2 separate regions of the Mus musculus genome follow, and region 2 is linked to region 1. The links are chromatin contacts, called in public Hi-C maps. All regions are on one chromosome and are shown on one strand. The core of a region is the stretch at or near the end of the contact, and the rest is flanking DNA. Distances in the headings are between cores, read along the strand shown. Region 1 holds the start of Epas1 (endothelial PAS domain protein 1). Region 2 overlaps Prkce (protein kinase C, epsilon).

The links. A called contact is a pair of places that touch in the nucleus more often than the background predicts.
Region 2: a contact with region 1 is called in a Hi-C map of uterus, with 2.7 times the contacts expected there. The contact joins the enhancer-like site here to the promoter of Epas1 in region 1. A contact is called at or near these places in 4 of 39 promoter capture datasets (the 3T3-L1 cell line, the C10 cell line and liver), 1 of 15 datasets of contacts at CTCF or cohesin (the NIH/3T3 cell line), 4 of 484 Hi-C or Micro-C datasets (nephron progenitors, rod photoreceptor and uterus), 11 of 115 datasets of contacts at active chromatin or transcription factors (bone marrow-derived macrophages, differentiating embryonic stem cells, embryonic limb bud and 6 more) and 2 of 9 other capture datasets (adipose tissue and pancreatic islet).

Annotation. Positions count from the first base shown.
Region 1 is chr17:86,750,380-86,756,476 of GRCm38.p6, reverse strand. Epas1 (endothelial PAS domain protein 1) reads right to left here and starts at 2,613. Exons shown (of 16, transcript NM_010137.3): 1 at 2,169-2,613. The coding sequence starts at 2,194.
Region 2 is chr17:86,571,548-86,577,083 of GRCm38.p6, reverse strand. All of the region lies in intron 11 of Prkce (protein kinase C, epsilon), which reads right to left. Among named protein-coding and RNA genes, the nearest start is that of Gm52297, 95 kb to the left of the region's middle. Within about 2 kb of position 3,348, at least 27 of the 459 cell types and tissues checked have an H3K27ac peak or open chromatin away from gene starts, as enhancers often do. A contact at or near this core is called in extraembryonic endoderm stem cells, liver, trophoblast stem cells and 1 more, where this site is marked.

The DNA.
Region 1 (6,097 bases), core at 1,364-3,863:
TGGGACTAAAACAAGCCTTCTGGCCTCTGGAAGGGCTGTTTCCAGAAGGAACCATACAAATGCTCAGTTATGCCCTGGAGAAGAACCGGCCCTTGAACCACTAGTGGGTGGTATCACCAATCCGGGAACCCTTGCTGCTCACATTGATTTCCTGAAGCGCTCTGGAAAGCTCTGGGCAGCCATTTAAGGGACATTAACTTTTGATGCCCTGCTTCACAATTTTCAACTACATATTGATGCCCCCAAGAAGTCAGTCAATTTAACCAGAATCTCAAAACCACTATCCTAACAGGCTTTGGAAGTCTGAACCTACACTGAACCTACACTGCTTGCCCTGTTTTTTGGACACACACACACACACACACCCTGCGGGCCTGGCTACCACTGGGGCACTGCACTACAGGCCGAAGATTCCTAGGAGGTTCACAGTCTGTGTCACACTGGTTCTTAAAGTGGCCGCTGTTGTGGATAATTTGTAGTGTCATTATGCAACGTTCTTCTAGGCTCTGACTATACTCCCTGCCAGCCCTCGGCAAAGAGTCTCTGCAAGCTGGGTATGGAAATAGCTTTCCCCACTGATCCCTGACTCTCCCAAGGATTGATAGACCTAAGAGCAAGATGACACTTGACACTGATTACTGTCAGGTCTCATCTCGGACAAACGCGACAGTCACCCATAGACAAGGCAGTAATAAAGTGTTCAATAAGTGCTCCTGGCTACTCTGCTGTCCAACTTCGCGGTTTTGATGGTTTGTGATTACCCTCTGGCTGGTTTTACAGTTTGAGCTAGAATCTTAGTCTTTTTTTTTCTCTCTCTCTCTCTTGCTTCTCCTTCTCTACCCTCAAAGTACACAGAACCTCAGAGTTGTTTGGTGGGCGATAATGGGGAATCTAGAACCGGACTCAATACCTTCCCCCTCTAGAGATCCGCCAGCGCAGGGCGCGGGCGCCGGGCCAGGACGGGTGCGATTCGCTGGAGTTTATCAACTCCTTATCGGTGCCCTGAGGTGGGAGCTGCAGCTTTCGACCAGAGGATACACAGTTCCTGGCTCATGTCCCTAAGTGGAAGCCCAAACAAAAAGCCCGTTTGCTCGGGGCTGGGTCCTCACCGCCAGTCTTTTCCAGTCTGGCCACGGATCTCTGGCAGCTCGCGCCATTCTGCGGTCACGCGTACCATTCCGGACACCCCAGCTAAGTCGCCACGGAGCGCAGTGCTGGAAGCTCTAACCCACGGCACGCACCGATCGAAACAGGAGCAAAGTGCCAGGCGGCCAGCTATAAACTTTTGCAGGCGACGAGAATGTACCCAGGTCTGCGGCGGGGTCACAGTGTGTTCCCACCTCAGCTCCTAGAGCTGGGTGTCAAGTCACCAGATGCGGGGCGGATTGAAGGAGGCTCGAGGGCAGCGCGAGTTGCCCCGAGTTGCCTCTCACCCAGTGCCGAAAGGTTCGCGAGGACAAACCTTCGTGGCTGCCCTTCGTCTTAAGAATCAGACACTCGGAGCCGCCGGGTGTCACGGTCTTCTCTCTGCACACTAGAGCACCTGCCCCCGCAGGGCAATCCAGGTCACTCACTCCCCACTCTCTGCCGGAGTCTAGGTGTAGGGTAAGGTTAAGGGGGTTGAACAAACTTGGGTGCCGTCTGGAGCAGGACCCTTGACAGTGTTCCGGCTTCTCGGTCAGGGCGCACCCCAGAGTTGCGCTTTGCCCTCTGTTCCATGCTAGTTTGGGGCGCAAAGCCCGCATAGGAACGCTCTCGGAAAGACCTAGAGGGTCTTAGGAAAAGAAAGGCGTGTCTACTGCTCCAGCATGGAAACCCTAAGAGTCGAGGGCATCAGCCCAGAAACATTTCAAAACACTCGCTAGGGAAGCTTGGTGCTCCAGGGACGACAGACTTTGGAAGGCGCCGCGGAAGCACCCCTGACCTCCAGGGCCATCTCTCCGTGTCTCAAGGTCTCGGAACTATCCGCTTTGCAACTCTACTGCGACACCGCAGCTCCTTGTCCCTAAAGGCATCACCGACTCGCTTACTCAAAGCCCCTCAACAGCGGTCCTCCAGCCTCCGAGAACTCTCGCACCCCTCTCCCGACTGCCCCGGGTCGCGCCCGCCACGCGCAGTTCCGCCAATGCCTGGGACCAAGTCGGTCGCCAGCTTTGACTCCCGCTTACCTTTTTTTCTCCTTGTCAGCTGTCATTGTCGCCGTGGCCCTCCGAGACCCGGAGCACCTGGGTTCCTTAACCCCGTAGGGGCTGCAGCCGCTCTCTTTGCTGTGGCCCTCCGCAGCTCTCTGTCGCCCGGGCAGGTGTGAAAGGTCTTTAGTGCTCGCAGGTCCGAGAGTCCCGCTCAATCAGGTGGAAGTTTGCAGAGGGCTGGCTAGGTGCGGAGGAGGAGGAGGGAGGAGGGGGGTGACGGGGAGGAACCTGCAGGAGGAGGCGGGGCCGGGGAAAGGAGTGGGAGGAGGTTGTAAGACGCCAAAAGAGAGAGAGAGCAGCGACAAGGGACCTGGAGTTCCGTTTAGCCCCGAACAGGAGTCACTTTTCTGGGATCTGACAAATCAAAACCAACCAACCAAAAAAGAAAAAGAAAAAAAGAAAAAGAAAAAAAGAAAAAAAAATGGCTCGAAGAGAGCAAGTTGGAAAAAAATCCGGGGGCAAGCGAGTGCGGCCGCTGAGATGACCATACAGTCTCAGGACACTGCCGAGGATTGTACGGCCGCCTCAGGAGAGCTGGAGCGGAGCGCTGCGGACTCCGGAGCTGTACACCGGCCGCTCTCGAATGTCCGGCCTCCTCGGCTGTCAGCCCACTTTAAAAACTCGGACGGCCCGCCCGCGGGAGGGCGCGAGGGGCGCGGGAGTGGGACATCGGGCTGGGGGCGGGCCGGGGGCGGGGCTCCAGAGAAGCCCCGCCCCGCACGCTGGCTGCCTGCCCCGACTTCCCACCGTGTCCCGGCCAATAGGGAGGCGCGGCCACAGCCTCTGCCCTGACCCCGTCCCTCCCCTTTCTCTGGAGCTGCGCTCCTCGGGCGCCCGCCTGCCCTTCCTCCTCCTTCCGCAGAACTGCGACTTGTTTTTGAGGTCGCTGGTGGCGAGTAACTATATGGGACTCCAAATGGAAGCGCAGTTAGCGCAGGACTGAGTAATGGCGGGGATCTGCTACCCAAGTTCGGAGTATGCCTTTGCGCCAGTGTCCTTTCAGCCTCACTTTTCCCCTAAGAGCTAGGCTAGGGCAGGAGCGCTGGGTCGGAGATCGCGAGCGCAGCTAGGGCGTGCAGCGAGCGCCCAGCCAACCCCCCCCCCCCCCGCTTCCGGGTGCTGCTATAGTCCCCTAAACCATCCACTTGGCTCCCTTCGGCCGGCGGTAATGATCCCCAGGACCCTGTCGGCTCTTGTTCTTGTCTGCCTTGGAGGTGCGCTCTCTTTGGCCAAACTGACCTTGACTTCTGAGTCCCGAGTGGCAGAAAGTTGTGGGAGAAACTGGGACAAAAATGATCTAGGGTTGCTCCTGCCTGTGTCTTCCTCAACCGGTTTGTGGGTTTTGAGGTGCTCGTGGTAGACTGTTAGGTTTAAGTGTATGCCTGAGAGGAGAGCCTTGGAGCTCCCTCAGGCCTCTGCCCGCTCTCAATACCCCAGTATCACCGTGGGCTCCCCAGAGAGTTCCTGAGTGTGATGTTGGGATGTGTTGATAGCGTGTTCCCAAATCACTGGATGTGCTCTTCCGGGGTTCGAAGGATACAGCCAACTGCAGGACGTGGTGTTATGAAGTCTCCTCTTCCCTAGGCAGTCAGAGGGTTCTTTGGCCTTTCCACCTGTGAGATGCCCACTCCTGCTTTGATCTTAGACACTTTCCCATTTCCTACTTCTGCAGGAAAATCTCCAGAAGGAAGAAGGGCAGCCATGGATTTTTGAAGGCTAGGGAAAGAGCCAACGGGCTCCATAGTTGTGAATTGCGGAGAAAGCACGGTCCCTCAAATTGGGCTGCCCTGGTATCTAAAGTTTGTGCTTCCCGAACTATTCTTAAACACAAGTTTCCTAGTAAAATTATAACCAGAGACTGTGTGTGTGACTGTGTCTTGGGGTGGGGGCGATTTTTAAGTTTGTTTAAGCATGAAGAAGGTGGATACTTTTTGAAAGTCTTGGGGAGGTATCTGAAAGAATGAGTGCTTGAGCACTTGGAAATCAGTTGACACACCTGAGGGTGATTTCAAAGACCAGACCCTTTTCACTCTTGGAGGCTGGTGGATGATTTCCTATGACATTTCTACATCCAGACACCCTGGGTCTTAATAATAAGAAATTCAAATTGGTAGACACAGTAGTAATAAAATATAAACATATTTTGTTTGCTTTATTTTATATATTCTCTTGAGATTGGAATGGAGGGAGGGAGGGAGGGAGGGAGGGAGGGAGGGAGGGAGGGAAAGACCAGACAATAAAAAACCTTAAGCACTTCGACAGCTTCAAGGCCCCAGACATTGTTTTTCACCAGAGCTTCTGCTGGATTTGAGCTGTACTTGACAGGTGACTGGGCGATACCTGTAACCCGCAGGGAACATTTCAATAGCCTTGAGGTTATGAAATTCGTTTGAGAAGTTTTTGATTTTTAAGAGGAAAGATAAGGGCCCTGGATTCAATCCCTAATTCACAGTTACTTCTAAAGTAGGGGTTCTGGTCGGACATACTGGCTCACACCCTTAATCCCAGCATTCAAGAGGCAGAGGCAGGCAGACCGCAGAGTTCCAGTCCTGAGGGAAAACAATTTTTGCATAACATCAAGACCGGAGATGCTTGACCACGCCAAGTCCCGACTGCAACCAGTTGTCCTGGCGTGGAAATCAGCATCAGAATACACAGCGCAAGACCATCCCCCAACACGGGCCAGCCTGGGTTACAAAAAAAAAAAAAAAAAAAAAAAAAAAGTTCCTAGTCAGCCAGGGTTATACAGGGAAACCCACTTTGGGGGAGATGGAGGGGAGAGGTGTAAGAGGTCACTCAAGAATACTTCAACTTTCCCTATGTTAGTTGCATCCCCTCTTCCTAACCTACAAATTAAGTGCGCCTCGAAGATTCCCAGGACTAGACACAGACTTGCATAGAGCAGAGCCAGGTGGCCTAAAGACCTCTTAAGATGTCTTCCAGAGAAGACATGGTGTCAGCAGTCTTTGTAAGGAGCTGAGCATGTAAGCCAGACATAGACTTCTTTGAGGTCTTGGCCTCCATGGAAAACTAAAGGGGGGCAGCTCCGAATAAAGATGGTACGGTTTGGGAGGGGCTAAGACCTTAGCTTTACATGAGTGTCTCTGGAAGCATCTGTGTTAGGCTCACATAGCAGCAGAAGGCATCTTAAAGTCAAACTCTCATGCTGCTTAAAGCGGGGGAAGGGGGTACACAGATCACACATCTCCTAGAAAGTCTCCTCACCCGCGTGTCTCAGCCCTCTGAGGTACTGCAAAGACTGTGACATCAAAGGAATGTTTGCCTAGCTATTTTACTAAGAGATGAGACTGGCCAGGCACTGCTGGCCCACACCTTTAATCCCAGAACCTGAGAGGCAGAGACAGGCAGATCTCTGTGAGTTCTAGGCCAGCCTGGTCTACAGAGGGGGGTTCAGAACAGCCAGAGCTACACAGTGATACCTAGTCTCAAAAAAGGGGAGGAGGAGGGGGAGGTGAGCCCGAGACTTTAGTGCCCCTCCCATCTTTGTAGTGTATCCCATTAGAAGGATGTGCTATTGGTAATGGGTTAACCTCCAGAGCTACAGAAAGCTGGCACTTGGGATGCAGCAGAAAGGTGGGAGAAGGGTGACTCAGTAGTCCCCATCAGAGTGACAGGCATGGCCCCCGATATGGTTTGTAATCAGACTAGAGTGAGTAGGGCTCAGCAGAGTAAGCATGGAAGGCTGGGCTGTTGGTTTAGTGTTTGGTAAGCCTTCAGTTCTTTGTCACAATGGGATCAAGAAGAGGCAAGAGAGGGCCCTTAGAACTCAGAAATTGAAGGAGACACTCTAAATCATTAAAAACATGTACTTGCCACTGTTCTAGGGATATTCTGTCTCATGTAACACCACTCTGGTCTCCATCGACCAGTTATTTGGTGTGGGA
Region 2 (5,536 bases), core at 2,099-4,598, 180 kb after region 1:
TCCCCCTCTCCCTCTCTCCCTCCCCCTCCTCTCCCCTCTCCCTTCCCTCCCCTCCTCCTCTCTTCTCTCTCTCTCTCTTCTCTCTCCTCTCCCCCCTTCCCCCTTTCCTCTCTCCCTCTCTCCCTCTCTCTCTCCTTGGGTTCTGGGGACCAGGCACTCTACTGACTGAACTTCTCCAGCCAAAGCAAAAGAAAACAACTAAACAAAATCTGCTGTGATGGTGGAGTGGCAGGATTAGAAGGTGTGGCCCTGCTGGAGTAGGTGTGTCACTGTGGGTAAGGGTGGTTATAAGACCCTCATCCTAGCTGCCTAAAAGCCAGTATTCTGGTAGCAGCCTTCAGATGAAGATGTAGAACTCTTACCTCCTCCTGCACCATGCCTGCCTGAATGCTGCCATGTTCCCGCCTTCATGATAATAGACTGAACCTCTGAACCTGTAAGCCAGCCCCAATGAAATGTTATAAGCGTTGCCTTGGCCATGGTCTGTTCATAGCAGTAAAACCCTAACTAAGACAACCCCACAAGTTACTCTTAAAATAAAAGCTGTTCTAAACGTACAGAACATTCAACGGCCTTGAAAATAAAGTCCAGAGCTTCAAGGTGACAGTATCGGAAAGTGATGTCTGTCTTCTGGGAGAAATTTCTGTCCATTGGCCAGAGAGAAAATGTACTCAAGTAGCATACAGTAAATTACGGATGATGGCCCTCGGATGCGTCAGGGAACTTCATCAGCAACGTTTGCAGGCTGTTAGGATATAATTGCTCTGTGGTGGTTGACCCTAAGCAGAGAAGAGATGAGTTCACATGACTGCTTCTCCATTGGGTCCTGTGGCTGGCATGAAACAGTTCACCAGAGCATATCACAAACTTTTCAGGAATTTAGTGAGTTGGTTGTTAAAATGCTGGTAGTTAGAAACTGGCCCCAGGGAGAACATTTACATCACAGAAATGAGAAAATGCTGCAAATCTGGTTGGTTTTGTTGGGAGCTAGTTCTATCAGCACACAGGATCAAACCCCCGGAGTCCCGGCTCACACTTCTGCCTTTGTCTCTAAGGGGCAGAGAGGCCTTGGATAAACCTGAGTTTCAATTTATTCCTCGAGAAAAATGATAAGGGGATATCTACCTTTCAAAGGTTCTTCTATCTCTCAAATTCCAGGAAACAGCAAGCTATCATTTAATTTCTATGTACAGTTTACCCCAAGAGGATGCTCTGATCTTCATTCCAAAGTCCCTCCACTTAGAGCCCCTTGCTTCCCAGGGCTGACCTCATGCCTCCCCAAGCTGCCCCTTGTGCTTTGAGGTCCAGCATATATTGGCTCTTCAGGCCCAAGGGTCTGCTTGGGGCCCTCCCCTCCCCATTATCAACCCTGTCCTCCTTCCTACCTCCTACCTCCCCCATTCTTTTACTCTGGCCACCTCCTGCCTACCTATCAGGCCTCTCTGGGAGAGGCTACTTCTTCCTCAAAGCCTTCCCTGACCTGCTCTAGGCCAGCCCAGGGCCCTCCCTGGGTTTCTCTGGTCGTGCCATGTATTTCCCCTATCATAACTCTTATCAGCTTTTATTGTTATGGCTTGCTTCATTGTCTGCTGTTCCTACCCAAGTGTCAAAGAGGGCAGAGACTGGATGCCTCCTGTCCTATGAGAGCATCCTGAAGCACACCTGGCACATCAACGTGTCTTGACAAACATTGTTAACCTGCTGTCCGGACAACACAGGCATTTTCTTGGTGGCTTCTCCACAGCCTTCTCCTTCAAGAGATGGCAGATGAGCATATTCCCGGTAAAGGGGCAACTGCCAGCCCTGTTTCCAAGAGGGAGGGAGGTGTCTGTGAAGATCTCAGTCCTTTTCCCAGAATGCATCTCTGTCCTTGGCTAGATGTCCCTACACACAAGCCAGCTGTATTCCCCTCAAGGTAGTGTGCTCACTTACCATAGGAGTAAATACTTAAGTTGGCTACAACAGAGCCTGGGCAAACTATTCATTGTGTTAATAAGGGAGCATGGTGAACAAATTGGAGGGTGTGTGTGGGCAGGAGGGGACCCAACACTAGTGTCACCTGCCAACGAAGTTTCCTATTCTAAGGAGCCATAGGAATCATGGGCATTGGCTCTAAACCCTCCCAAGAGGAACCACTACTTGCCAGGACTTCACAAGGATAATGAAGTGAAGTTTGCCATCAACCTTGCAAGTTTGGGTTATGTTCAAGACAGTCTCAGACCAGACAGTCTGAGAATTGCAAGGCTAGTTCATCCTGTGTGGTCACCGTATGTATGGGTTCGGGAAACTGAGGCCGTGCAAAGGATAATTTTATTACTTCTATAGTATTAATAATTTCCCCAAGGTCGCCTAGCTGAGGTTGAGCTTTAGTAGAGCTCTGGTCTGGAATCTGCCCTGGTGCTCTCTGCCCAGCAGCAATTCATCAAGTACACACAGTAAGGGACAGAAGGAGATCCAAGTCGGGGCAGTGCACTGCAAGCAAAGCCCAGGCTGGTCCATGAGGAAGCCACAAACATTCTATCCTCGTGGCCACCTGTGTCCAGGGAACTCCTCCCGGCCACCTGTGTCCAGGGAACTCCTCCCGCCAACCTCACATCTTCTCGGGGTAGGCCTTTTTGCTTTGTTTTGTTTTTGTAAACTAAATATATGCATTAAGAGACTGTGGTCCACTAGGGGAAGCCATCAATTTATGACAATTCAGAGAATACCTACGGGATCGTTCAACCAAGAAATAGACACCGTTCGTAGGGAGTACTGCTCTAGCGGCAGATGCAATGTGAAAGGAGGAAGGAGTGGCCGCATTTTCTAGAGAAGGTCGGGGCAAATGAGTTAACATTAGAGGATGAGAAGGAGCGAGCTAGACAAACAAAAGCCACCACAGTCTAGGAAAAGTTCTGATGTTCTTAAACAGAAGCTCTGAGGAAACAGGCTGTGTGGGGACTATTACTGTTCAGGATGGAGTAAGCGTACGTCACACCTGGACGTGTCAGAGGTCAGTCCAAAGACCACACTCGTTAAGCTCAAGAGATGACTCAGAGAGAAGGTCACTAGAGGAAGCAGCTAGGAAGATATATGGGGACCATCTTGTGAGACGGCAAGGTCTGTGTGCAAGTGCCAGTGACAAAACTTGCCGGAGACGAAGCCAACAAGCGCCCAAGGTTGTGGGTGTTACTGTGTAAGAGGCCCGAGAACCTCCAGATGTTATCTTGAGACAGCACAGTCCTTCTGTGCGTCTCGGCAACCAAATGTTCCAGTTTCTTGCTTTATAAAGAACATGGGCGGAGACAGTATAAGAGACTCGGAGCCAACGGGTGAACAGAGGGCACAGCCTTAGTCGATTAGCCTGTTAGCACACAATCATAAAAAGAAGCAGAGCCAACTAAGTGTGGCCCCTAAGGTCTCTGCTTGATGGCTATACTCTTCCCTTCTCCACCCCTCCTGTGACCCAAGTCACCTCAAAACAAACACAGCCAATGGGGAGGGCCACTGAGCCAGCCTCAGACTTTCACACAAAAACTTACCTATCATGGCAAAGCTGCCGATTGTTTGATGAAACAATTCCCATTTTTAGGAGCTCAGCCATTAGCCCAGGGCGTTAAAGAAACAAAGTCCTATGACTCAGGCTTGGAGAATCCAGTCTCTGCTTGAATCCACTGCCGTGATACTCCTTCCAAGATACCTGCTTCTGTAGAGCACTGCGTCCTCATAAAGAAATATCCAGATATTCAATTCCTCTTCACAGAAAAGGCCTGACACCTCAGCATCTCACAGATGATGCCTTTGTTTGGAAGGTTCTTAACCGGATGAGATGCCTTTTTTTTTTTTTAATCAGTCTGCCAACTGGCAGTCCACTTCTCCACTTCTACAGAGAATTCTACTAACTGGACACTTAGCCACTCATGTGAGTGTGTGCTCTGTACCCGGCAGGACCATAACATTTCCCATGTATGAACTCACGTGATCCTCACAGTATCTCTGTGGGGGAGTTATCACCCTGATTCCACAGACCGAGAACCCATGGTTAAAGATTTCGCGTGTGCAGTGTGAGCTGTTTGTTTATTTGTTTTGTTTTGAACTCTGACACAGGGCCCTCTCTGTTCTGTGTTATGTACCAGATCTCGAATAAATGTAGGTGATCACAGAGTCTCTGACTATTTTGTCTCTGAACGCATATTCCTAGCTCAAACTTCATCAGGAATTTCTCTCTGGCTCTAAACTTCCTGTTTGTTCTGAATCTCCGATGTCAACAAAATTCATGATCCTACTTTTGATCTGGCCAGCAGTATCGGGGCTTTCTCAGAGGAATGTAAACACAGCGTTGGTCCCAGCCACTGGTCTGTACTCCCCACCCCCTGACCCGCTCCTCCTCCTCATGTCACAGTGACTCTGTCCCATGCTACAACCAGCAGAAAACACGGATGGAAATCAGTTCGGGGCAAAAAAAAAAAAGAAAAAGAAAAGAAAGAAAGAAAGAAAGAAAGAAAGAAAGAAAGAAAGAAAGAAAGGAAGGAAGGAAGAAAAAAGAAAAAAAAAGAAAAGCCTCATCCTAAAATAAGTCTGGACCCCTAAAAACAGCTACACCTCAAGATTATGGGATAATATTTAGCATGGGACACATTATTCAGTTGTCAGCACGGTAGGGGGACAGATGAGTGTCTTGACTGAGGGGCTCAGGCATGATGTGTAGTTGTGGCAAAGATCACCCAACAGGAAAACCGAGCTGCCAATGCGGCCTCTGAAGCTTTCCTGGTTAGCAGATGTTTCGGGCTGTTGCAACTCACTGACCAGGGATCAGCATAGCCAGCTTCCATACATATCCACGAGTCCTGCATCTGTGGAATTACTCAACCTCAAAGGCAAAATATGTTTTAAAAATTGCATCTGTTCCAGACATATACTTTTATTCTTGCCATTCCCTAAGCGGTACAACAGGACAACTGTTTACAAATCCTGGCACTGTTTTGGGTAGTGTAAGGAATCGAGAGATGACAGTTTACAGAGTAGATAGGTAAGTTATTTATTTTGCATAAGATGCTTGGATATCTCTGGATTTTAGTATCTGCAGTGATCCTGGAGGTCTGTCACTATAGATACTAAGTAATAACTATTTTTCCTGCCTTGTGCTTCTAACGAAGTAGTTCTCAATTTGTGGGTCCTAATGCCTTTGGGAGTCGAGTGACCCTTTCACAGGGGTCACATATAAGACATCCTGCATATCCGATATTTACATTATAGTAAATTAACAGTAGCAAAATTACAGTTATGAAGTAGCAAAAAAAATAAGTTTATGGTTGTGAGTCACTACAAGGTGAGGAACTGTATTAAAGGGTCACAGCATTAGGAAGGTTGAGAACCACTGGGCTAACAGGAATGTATTATAAAATTATAATTTAATAAAGCTCCTTTCTCTGGAATACTGTCTGGTGCTGAGTTAGAGGCTCTGCTTGGTTGGACCCTTAACTTGCACAACAGAATCCACACATCTATCATCCATTGACCCAAACAGGGGCTTATATCATTGCCTTTACCACAGATG